2 separate regions of the Neogale vison genome follow, and region 2 is linked to region 1. Evidence: chromatin contacts called from public Hi-C data. All regions are on one chromosome and are shown on one strand. Each heading gives the region's core, a stretch centred on a gene start, on an enhancer-like site or on the middle of the called end of the contact. The rest is flanking DNA. Distances are from core to core; before and after follow the strand shown.

Evidence for each region. Hi-C and Micro-C count contacts between places; a contact is called where the count stands out from the background.
Region 2: a Hi-C map of fibroblasts shows a contact between it and region 1, with 7 times the contacts expected there. The contact joins the promoter of SCAMP5 here to the promoter of CSK in region 1. A contact is called at or near these places in 2 of 3 Hi-C or Micro-C datasets (fibroblasts and muscle).

Annotation. Positions count from the first base shown.
Region 1 is chr13:116,949,533-116,954,183 of ASM_NN_V1, reverse strand. CSK (tyrosine-protein kinase CSK) reads right to left here and starts at 2,606. Exons shown (of 13, transcript XM_044230476.1): 1 at 2,028-2,606.
Region 2 is chr13:117,090,956-117,095,606 of ASM_NN_V1, reverse strand. SCAMP5 (secretory carrier-associated membrane protein 5) reads right to left here and starts at 2,140. Exons shown (of 8, transcript XM_044231671.1): 1 at 2,081-2,140. It overlaps RPP25 (ribonuclease P protein subunit p25), which reads left to right and starts at 3,826. Exons shown (of 1, transcript XM_044231164.1): 1 at 3,826-4,651. The coding sequence starts at 3,891. The coding sequence ends at 4,532.

The DNA of each region.
Region 1 (4,651 bases), core at 1,357-3,856:
CCCTCGGACCAAACACCTCTTTCTTTGGGGACTACATGTCAAGGCTTCAAAATGCCTCAAAAGATAGAGGCCAGAACTGGACCCAGGCTGTTCTGCCCAATGAGGCCAGTTGGCAGTTTGCTCGGGCAGCTGCATCCCACACTGTGAATCCTGGGCCTCAGCCCCCATCTGTACTCGGGGCTGCTCCACAGTGGCTCAGCCTCTTGAGGTCCAGTGCCCCCTGCAGTGGTCCTGGGGACCATCATCTGGTCCTTCCTCACCCCTAAGCCAACACAGAGAGAAGAGCAGCCACTTCCGAGAGGCAGGAAGACACCAAGCTCCCCAGATAAAAAACATCTCTGCAACTGTGCTAATCTGAAGCCAGACCCTTTTCTACAAAGGCCTGGGGACCCAGGGTTCGTCTCCATACAGCTCACAGTCGGTAGGAAAGCCCCCAACCTTCGGGCCTCAGCCCCAGGTCCCAGGCTGGAAAGAAGTTAGGGCTGGGTGTGGGGAGCCTCACAGACCCACCACATCTGGGTCCCCTCCACTACGCATGTCGGGGCAACTGGAAAAAAACTCTACATCAAGGGCAGAGTCTTGAGCAGGACAAAACTACCAGTGGCCCCAAGCAGGCCCAGATACAGTTTAACATCCTCCAGGGAACCTCCTAACCTCCAGGGAGCAAGAGGATACCACCACACTCTCAGCCTCCCTCCTGCTGTCTCTGCCCTCTTCCTGTTAGGGCCCCACCACGAAAGACACTGGAACCACCCAAGTGTGGGGAGCTTGGAAAAGAGCCCCTATGGTGCCCACTCTGGCAACACTCCTGTGCCAAGGCTGTGGAAACGGGGCTCTCACCTTCCCCATCTGGATCCCATTCATGTTCCTAGGCCAGCTGGGCCACATGTGTGGGAGGCCTGGGGCAGGACGGACCACCAGGCTATTTCAGCTGAGCGCCAGGGCCACACCAGACACGGCGCCCCGTCCCACCACATCCCCTGCTGGTGGGACCCACCTTGGACACCCAGGGGAAATCCCATGGGTAGTACCGATGCTGCCTGAGCCCAGACCTTGGCAGAGCTGGGCCCGGAAGCCTTCTTTGGGAAGCACGTGTTCACCCCACAAGGTCCCTTGGATCAAGCTGGGGGCCTGGGTCCTTGGTGGGTATAGGTACCTGCCTGGTTTCCCTCCACCCACGGCAGTCCAGCTTGGCGGAGCAGAGAATGAAAGGACAGACAGCCTGACTCTGCCAGAGACCTGGGGTAGCAACTCCATCCCCTGAGCCTCAGTATACTAGTCCCCAAAATGGGAGGGGAGGTGAACCTCTAGTTATGCTCCAAGGCTCTGGTGGCTGGACACGCCTCTTCCTGACACCTGGCCTGGGCCCTGAGGAGTCTGGGAGAATGAAATGACCAGGCTGCCAGAAGGTGGGGGCATCGTCCTAATGCCCAGTGTTATGTCCACCCACATAGAAGCCCTGCCCAGTTTCCCCACCCAAGGGTCACAGGTCCCTTGGCTTAGGCCTGGTCTTTTGGGAGGCGTAGAGGCTCAACCTCTGGCAAGTTCAAGGGAGGTGGTGGGCCCTGGGCTTCCTAAGAAGAGCCAGCTGGCTCCTCGGTGGGGGAATGACGGAGGGTTCAGAACAAGGCAGGCCAGGGGACCTGCAGGGAGGGCCTGGACAGGCATGGAACAGCAAAGTGTCCATTCTCCAGGGTCCTGACCCACGCTGCCCCCTCCCTCCAGGCTCCACACAGCCCTGACACAGGGGGAGGCAAAGAGCGGACAGACAGACTCGGAGTGGCCTGAGATAAGTCCGTGGGGCTCACAGGGCAGCACCTCCCTGGTGAACTCCCCTCCCAGTCGGGCTGACAGTGACTCCCGGGAGAATTCGAACCGGGAAGGAGGGGAGTCAGGGAGGTGGGGGATGGGAGTGGACGTGACCGCAGCTGCAACGGAAGCAACAGAAGCGGGACGCGCGACCTCCACCCTCACTCCCTCGGGAAGCACTCAGACGCCCACCCCCTCCAGACTCTCCAAGCACTCACCTCTCTCGGGGCACTGCGGTCCGGGCCACCTCGCTGCGGGCAGCATCAGCGGCCTGCGGGACGGTCCATGCGGCCAGGGGGGAGGGGAGGGGCGCAGGGGTCCCCGGGGGGTGCGGTACAAAGAGGTATTGGTGCGAAAAGAGGGGGAGGAGGGACGGCCAGACAGAGGCAGGGGGATGGCCGCGCGGCCCGGGTCGGGGAGGGAAGAAAGGCGGGGGAAGGGGGGCGGGAGGGAGTCGGGGGGAGGAAACAATGTAGCCGGCGCGGCCCCGGCAGAGTTCCGCTTCCGAACGCCGCCACCGAGGTTCGAGTTTGGAACGTCGCGCGGGCTGCCGGGGGCTGCCCCGGACGCTGGATCGGGGGCCGCGGAGGCTCCCCGCGCTCCACGCCCCGGAGGCTCTGGCGACCACGGGCTGGCTGGGGCGGGAGGGACCGCTGGCCGGGGGACGGCCCCGACGGCGGCGCGGGGGGGGGGGCGGTAGCCCCACTCGGACCCCACCCCGGCAGGCCCCCCGGGCAGGGTGCGGGGTGGGGCAGGAGCGGGAGGACGGCTGCGGTGGCGGCGGCGGCGGCGGCCAAGCTCGGCTTGCCCGGGGCTCCGCTGGGAGGAAGCTCACAGGCCTGGCGAGAGGAAGCGCGGCCCGGATCCTCCGCCCGCGGCAGCGCGCCTGCGCGAGGGGGCCTGCCCGGCGCGCGGCGGGGCGTGGGCCGGAGGAGCGGCGCCCCCTGCTGGGAACCGGCGGCACTGCGGGGGGTGTGTCTGCGCCCACGCCCTGCCCCCACCTGCGGGCCCGCGCTGAAGGCTCAGGAAGGTCCCACTCGCGAGGGCCCACCAGGCCGCAGTGGGGCGACCTCAGAGCCTTCTCTGGGCTCCGGTCCCCCGATGCAGAGGCTATTGAGGCATGACCTGGGCCTCTGTCCTCGGATCTGTAGTGAAGAGTAGGCCTCATTCACGGCTACTAGTAAGCATTCATTCACTCATTCAAATGTTTCCTGGCTCTGACAACGTGACAGGTTCTGCTCTGAAGTCTGCTAGGCCACCTCACCTTACTGTCAGGGGGTTCTCAGTAGGATAACTGACAGGCCAACAAACAAGTGCGAAGAAACTGCTGAGAAAGGTGGAGAGGTGGTGTGGGAGGTCCACAGGAAGAGGAAAGAGGGGAGGGCTATCGGGAAGGCTTAGTAGGACTGGGAGCCCAGGTAGGGAACAACAGCCAGGAGGAAGGCGGGGAATGACGAGAACGCTCGAAGGCTGGGGGAACCCTAAATAGCTCGTATGGTTGCAGTTTGCTGGGTGGGTTCAGGAGAGTGGGAGGAGATGGGGGTCTCTGCAGGGACAAGAGAGCCAACGAACGTCGTGGGACTTTCTTGGACTTTAATTTCAGCATGGAGGCAATGAAGTTGTTGGCAGTAGCTGTGTGACATTGGGAAAGTTACTTAAACTCTGTGCTATGGTTTCCTCATTTAGTAAAATGGGGGAAATAATAGCACCAATTTCTTAAGGCTTTGTGGTGAGGAAATGAGTTAAATCATTTAAAGTGCTTAGTGCGCAGTGGTTGGCACATGATCAGCCCTCAGCTAAGTACCACTGTTACATGTCATAGTTAATGAGGAGCAGGGAAGTGGTCTGCTCTGAGCTACAGAAGCAGACAGTGTGTGTGGTTGTGTGTGTTGGGGGGCGGGGGGCGGTGGTTAGTGATGGAGGAGAAACCAGACTCTGGCGTAGGTAGGAGGCATGAAGACACTTCTTAGGGACTGAGCCCTGGAGGAAGAATCAGGGTTGGGTGGACAGAGAGGAGGGCCACTGTCTGGCGGGGGAAATGAGGCATACTGGCAGAGCGTAGTATACCCAGACTGAACGAATGAGAGTGACAGTAATGAGCCCTGGGGAGAGTGAGCTGGAGAGACAGCGTGGCTGAGTGTGCAAAGAGCCTCAAATGCCAGGAGCACGAGTTGGGTGTGCCTCCCCAGACAAACCACAGGCTCGCCCTGTGACCCACTGCACCCCTGGGCCAGCTTCCCAGTAAGGGGCTAGCCCTTCAAGGAGGTAAATAGGGGTGCCTGGGTGGCCCTTCAAGGAGGTAAATAGGGGTGCCTGGGTGGTGCAGTCGGCTAAGTGTCTGACTCTTGATTTTGGCTCAGGTCATGATCTCAGGGTTATGAGATTGAGCCCGGTGCTGGGCTCTGCGCTGGGTAGAGGAGCCTGCTTAAGAGTCTCTCTCCCTCCCCCTCTGTCCCTCACCCCCTACATGGGCACTCTTCCAGCTATCTCAAAAATTGATTAATTATTTTTTAAAAGGGGGGAGGTAGTAGTCACACCTCTACCCTTTGAGGAGATATCCAGTCTCAGAGAGTGCTGTGGTGTAATGGAAAAAAAGCACGGATTGGGGGTTCAAATCTTAAGTTAAATCTCAGCTGAGCCACTGACTAGCTGTGTGACCTTGGGCTAACTACTTAAGGTCTCTGAGCTCAGTTTCCTCTTTTGTAAGATGAGGCTCAAAATATCCTTATGCTCTTGAGAGATGCTGCAGATTCAGCAAGATAACCGCCCTGGGGGTGGCGGTGGGGGAGGGTGCTCAGCCCTGGTTGGTTTCCCTTTCTTTCCTCTGAGGTCAAGATGGAAT
Region 2 (4,651 bases), core at 891-3,390, 140 kb before region 1:
AAGCCCCACATCAGGCTCTCTGCTCAGTGGGAAGCCTGCTTCCCCCTCTCTCTCTGCCTGCTGCTCTGCCTACTTGTGATCTATCTGTCAAATAATAATAATAAATAAATCTTTAAAATTAAATTTTTAAAAAACTTTTTAAAAAAGACTTAAAAAAAAAAAAAGTACCTGACCCAATGCTGGGCACTTTATAGTGAGCTCCCTTAGGCCCCCTTCTAAATTTCTAATTCCTGACTCCTTTGCATGTTCCCAAGTCCTTGCCCAGAGGGGCTAGGACTAGGAGCAGTTTCTTCAGGATCATGTCCTCATGCTTGCTCTTCCTGCCACTGGAGACAGAGGAGGAGGAGACCTGCTCTGTGCCTGGGGATTTCTCCCAGTTTTGGGGTGAGAAGAGACTTGTCCACAGAGGCAGGGTGCACTGCTGCGGGAAAGGTCCTCTTGCAGAGCAGGGAGCTGTCGCTGTAGTGGCTAAGCCCAGGCTCCAGTCTAGCCACCCCACCACCTCCTCTGAAGGTGAAAGGATTTCAGGCTGCCACTAAGTAGTCCCTAACATATCAGGAAAACTGCCCTTGCCAAGGCTTTGCCCATTTTCCTTTCCTTTCACCAGATTTCTTTCCCCCTCACCTCCCTTTAAAATTTTTTAAAATTTATTTAAATCTCCAATCATATGTTAAAAATACTAGCCAACATTTCCCGAGAATCCACCAGCCAAGTTTCTAAGACTGCGATGTGTCTCACAGCCCGTTTAGGAGACCAGTTCCTATGTCAGCCCCGTTTCACAGCTGAGAAAAGCAAGGCACAGAAATTAAGTAAATTGCTCAAGGTCACATAGAGGCAAAAAGGAGGTAATGAAGCTCGGGCTCCAAGGTCAGTACCTCCTGTACACAGGCTGTTCCAGGGCTCTGTGCTAAATTCTGTATTCAGTAGCTCTTTTCTTCAAGAGGCTCACAAAAACTGAATGCTGCCTCCGAGGTAACAGATGCAGTGTGCTCTTTTCTTAAAGATATTTTAAAAATACATTTACATCTACAAACGCACACATATGGAAATAGATTCCCCCCCCCCAACTCGCGCGCCTTAAAAAAAACAAAAACAAAAACAAAAAAAAAAAAAAACAAAAAAACTCCCGGCCCTACCCAGCTCTTTAACAGCCTTGACTGTCTTTCCACGTTTCCAACCGTCGCGGGGTCTGCGCCACCCATACGCAAATTTACTTGCCCACCTTCCGAGTTGAACCCTCTACTCTCCTCCCAGCCGTGTTCGCCCCTTCTCCGGGGTTCCTGGCCGCCTCCCCGCGTATTCTCCCTTCGTCCGGCTCCCAGTCCCTGTTTGCTCTCTAACCTCGCCCCTCCCCTCCCCAACCCTCCCCCGCGCGTATCCTCGCCACTTCACTGTCCCCAATCCTTGCGGCCTGCGCATTTCTCCCCTCTTCCAGCCTCGCCCCGGTACATCACCGCCCACCCATTTTTTCACCCCCACTGGCCCCTCTTCCGCCCCCGCTTCCTCCCAGCCAATCTCCTCACGCTTACTCACAGTTCCCCCACTCCTTGAACCTTCCCACCCCTCCACCCGCCACCGCCCAGCTGGAGCGCACAGCCGGCAGGCTAGGACGCGCGCTGACAGGGTAATGAATGGCTTCAGCGGTAATTAGCGACCCGGCGGCTAATCACGATGTACATTTACATTTTAAGTGCTGCAGAGGGAGCGGGGAAGGGGAAGGGACCCGGAGGGAATGCGGGCCTTTTCCGCGCTCTCGCTTCCCGGGGGAGCGAAGTGAATCCCTGTGTTCTACAGCTGGAGGTGGGAGAAGGGGGAGGGGGAGCTTTCGAGGGCCAACCCGGGCGGCCGCAGAACAGCCGCGTGCTAACCCGACGCAAACCCGGAGCTCCCAGGCCGGGTCCACCAAACTGCAGATCCGGCCTATATCCCCTCCAAGTAAGGTTCGGCCTGGGCTTGCATACTCCTGCGGATGGAGAGCTCGCTTCTTCCCTAACCAGCCCCTTCCACCGTGGATCCCACCGGTTCCAGGACTTTTCCCCAGGCCTAGCAGAAACTGCTGCCCTTTAAGTCCCACAGCTACCTCGGTCTTACGGAATGTGAGGTTCCCTGCGCCCGCCGCCAAGCGCTGCAGTCAGTCTTTGTGTTCTCAAGGCTGCTGTGCCTCCGCGACTGTGGCGGATCCTAGTGGGGCCCGCGGGAGCTGGGCTGAGCCGAAGTCCGGGCTCCAAGCGGAGCACTACCCCGAGGGCCCCTGAGCCTAGCGTGCGACCAGGATATCCCGGACGGAGTTGGTCACTCGGACGTTGGGGCGCAAAGTCCACCAGCTCCAGCCATTCCCCCAAAGTTCAGCCTGGGTTCTGAACAGCAGAGGCCGAGAGCTAGGTCAAACAAGAGGCCAAGGAGGCGACAACAGCTGTGAGAATGCAGAAGGTCACCCGGCAGCCCCGTTACGGGGATGGGACTCAGCTCCCCCGAGGCACTGTCAGGCCGCTCGCACGTTTGAGGTTTCCCGCCCGCTGCAGCTCTCCCGGCGCCTCCCCGCCACCGCGGTGCTAGGCTACCCAACCTGGATCAGGTCAGCACCGCTCCCTCGCTTGCGCCGGGGGCATGGAAGGGTGAGGGGCGAAGTCCCAGAGCAATTCCGGGGGCGAGAGTCCAGCTCCTTCTAACTTCCCTCCCATCATCATCCCTTCAGCCCCCAGCCTCACCTTCACTGTCTACCTCTCCTGGCAGGATGTCGGGGTTACTCTCCCAGCCCTGTGGTGTTCCCGATAGCTTCCTAATGCCCCCGAGGCTTCAACTTATCCACCTTCCTCCCTTCTCCCCCCAACACCTGCCTTCATCCAGCCTCCTTTTTGAAAAAGGACCCCACTGAGTCTCAGGGGGCCAAGGCTGGCTGACAACGAGTTCCACCTGGGAAGAAGGGGATCCACGTTACCAGGGAACTGTGCCTGGCTTACCCTAAAGCATGCAGCTCTCATAGAGGACGCTCCATGGGTGCGGGGAGCTTAACTCCCCTTGAGAAGGGCTCTCCTTGTTCTCTTCCCTTTCGCCTCAGGGACAGCCTGGCCCAGCGCCTCACCCCTCAGCCCAGGAGCGTACGGGGGTCCCAGAGCCTCCTGTTCCGGTCAGGCGCCGCGAGCTGAGACCTCAGTCTCCCGCCGCCCTGCGAAGACCACGCCGCGACGAAGTCGTCCGAGGGCAGCGCCGGGCGCAGCGGCAGCCAGCGCCTCCGCACTCTGCTGACCGTGCACAGGCTGTCCTTGAGGCGACAAGAGCGGCTCGGGCGCGGGAGGGACGGAGTGGGAGTGTTCCCTGAGGAGTGGGGGAAAGAGGCGCCAGCAGGCCTCTCGGAAAACCTTTCTTGAGATGCGACAGAGGCGGCCAACGCGCAAGGGCTCGGGGACCCGGCTTGAAACAGCTTTTGCATCGCAAACAGTTTTTATTTAGGTCGCCCGTTTATGATGGTTGGCTCAGGGAGGGCAGATGGCGATTGTAGGGGAACTTCGCCCCGCAGGTCACCCCCTGGCTGCCACTATACCTCTCGGAACGCAAGGTTCCCTGGCCCCGGTGGCTAGACTCGGGCGGGACTGAATCCCAGGAGCCGGCAGAGGCTAGGACGGGGGCGGGCCAAGCCGAGTTAGGGGCGGAGCCTGACGGTAGGGGCGGGGGCTCCCAGGCTCCCAGGCGGGGCCTCTGCTAAAGGCGCGGAGCACCCGGCGCCGAGAGCGCGGCGTAGAGCAGCGCCCGCTGGAGTGAAGTCGGAGACGAAGATCGCGCCGTCCCAGCCCGCCCGCCCGCCAGCGTCCACGCCGCTCCCGCACCCTTACCCCTGCCGGCTCTTGCCGGCGCGACCGGCGGCCATGCAGCCCCAGGGCTGAGGCGGCCCCATGGCGAAGCCAGCGTCCCCGAGGTCCGGGCAACGACGGCGCATGGAGAACTTCCGTAAGGTGCGCTCGGAGGAGGCGCCGGTGGGGGGTGGGGCCGAGGGGGGCGGCCCAGGCTCCAGCCCCTTCGCGGACCTGGCGCCTGGTGCTGTGCACATGCGGGTCAAAGAGGGCAGCAAGATCCGGAACCTGCTGGCTTTCGCCACTGCCAGCATGGCGCAGCCAGCCACGCGCGCCATCGTCTTCAGCGGCTGCGGTCGGGCCACCACCAAGACCGTCACGTGCGCTGAGATCCTAAAGCGCCGCCTGGCGGGCCTGCATCAGGTCACGCGGCTGCGCTACCGGAGCGTGCGCGAGGTGTGGCAGAGCCTCCCGCCTGGGCCCACACCCGGTCAGAAGCCTGGCGAGCCGGCTGCCAGTCTCAGTGTACTTAAGAATGTGCCCAGCCTCGCCATCCTACTTTCCAAGGATGCACTGGATCCGTGCCAACCCGGCTACCAGCCCCCGAGCTCCCATCCTGGACCCTCGTCCCAGCCAGCTGCACCAACGTCCAAGAGGAGCCTAGGGGAACCTGCGGCTGGAGAAGGCTCTTCGAAGCGGTTACAGCCTGAGCCAAGCGCTGCGGAAGAGGACCAGACGGCCTGAGAGCTCGTGGGTCTGGGCCACGTAGATGCGCTGGATCTCACCCCCAGGGCCTCGACCTTGAGACGCATCTCCGGCCTTTCACGCCTTGGTGCTCTGGACATAGCTCCTCAGACGGTCAG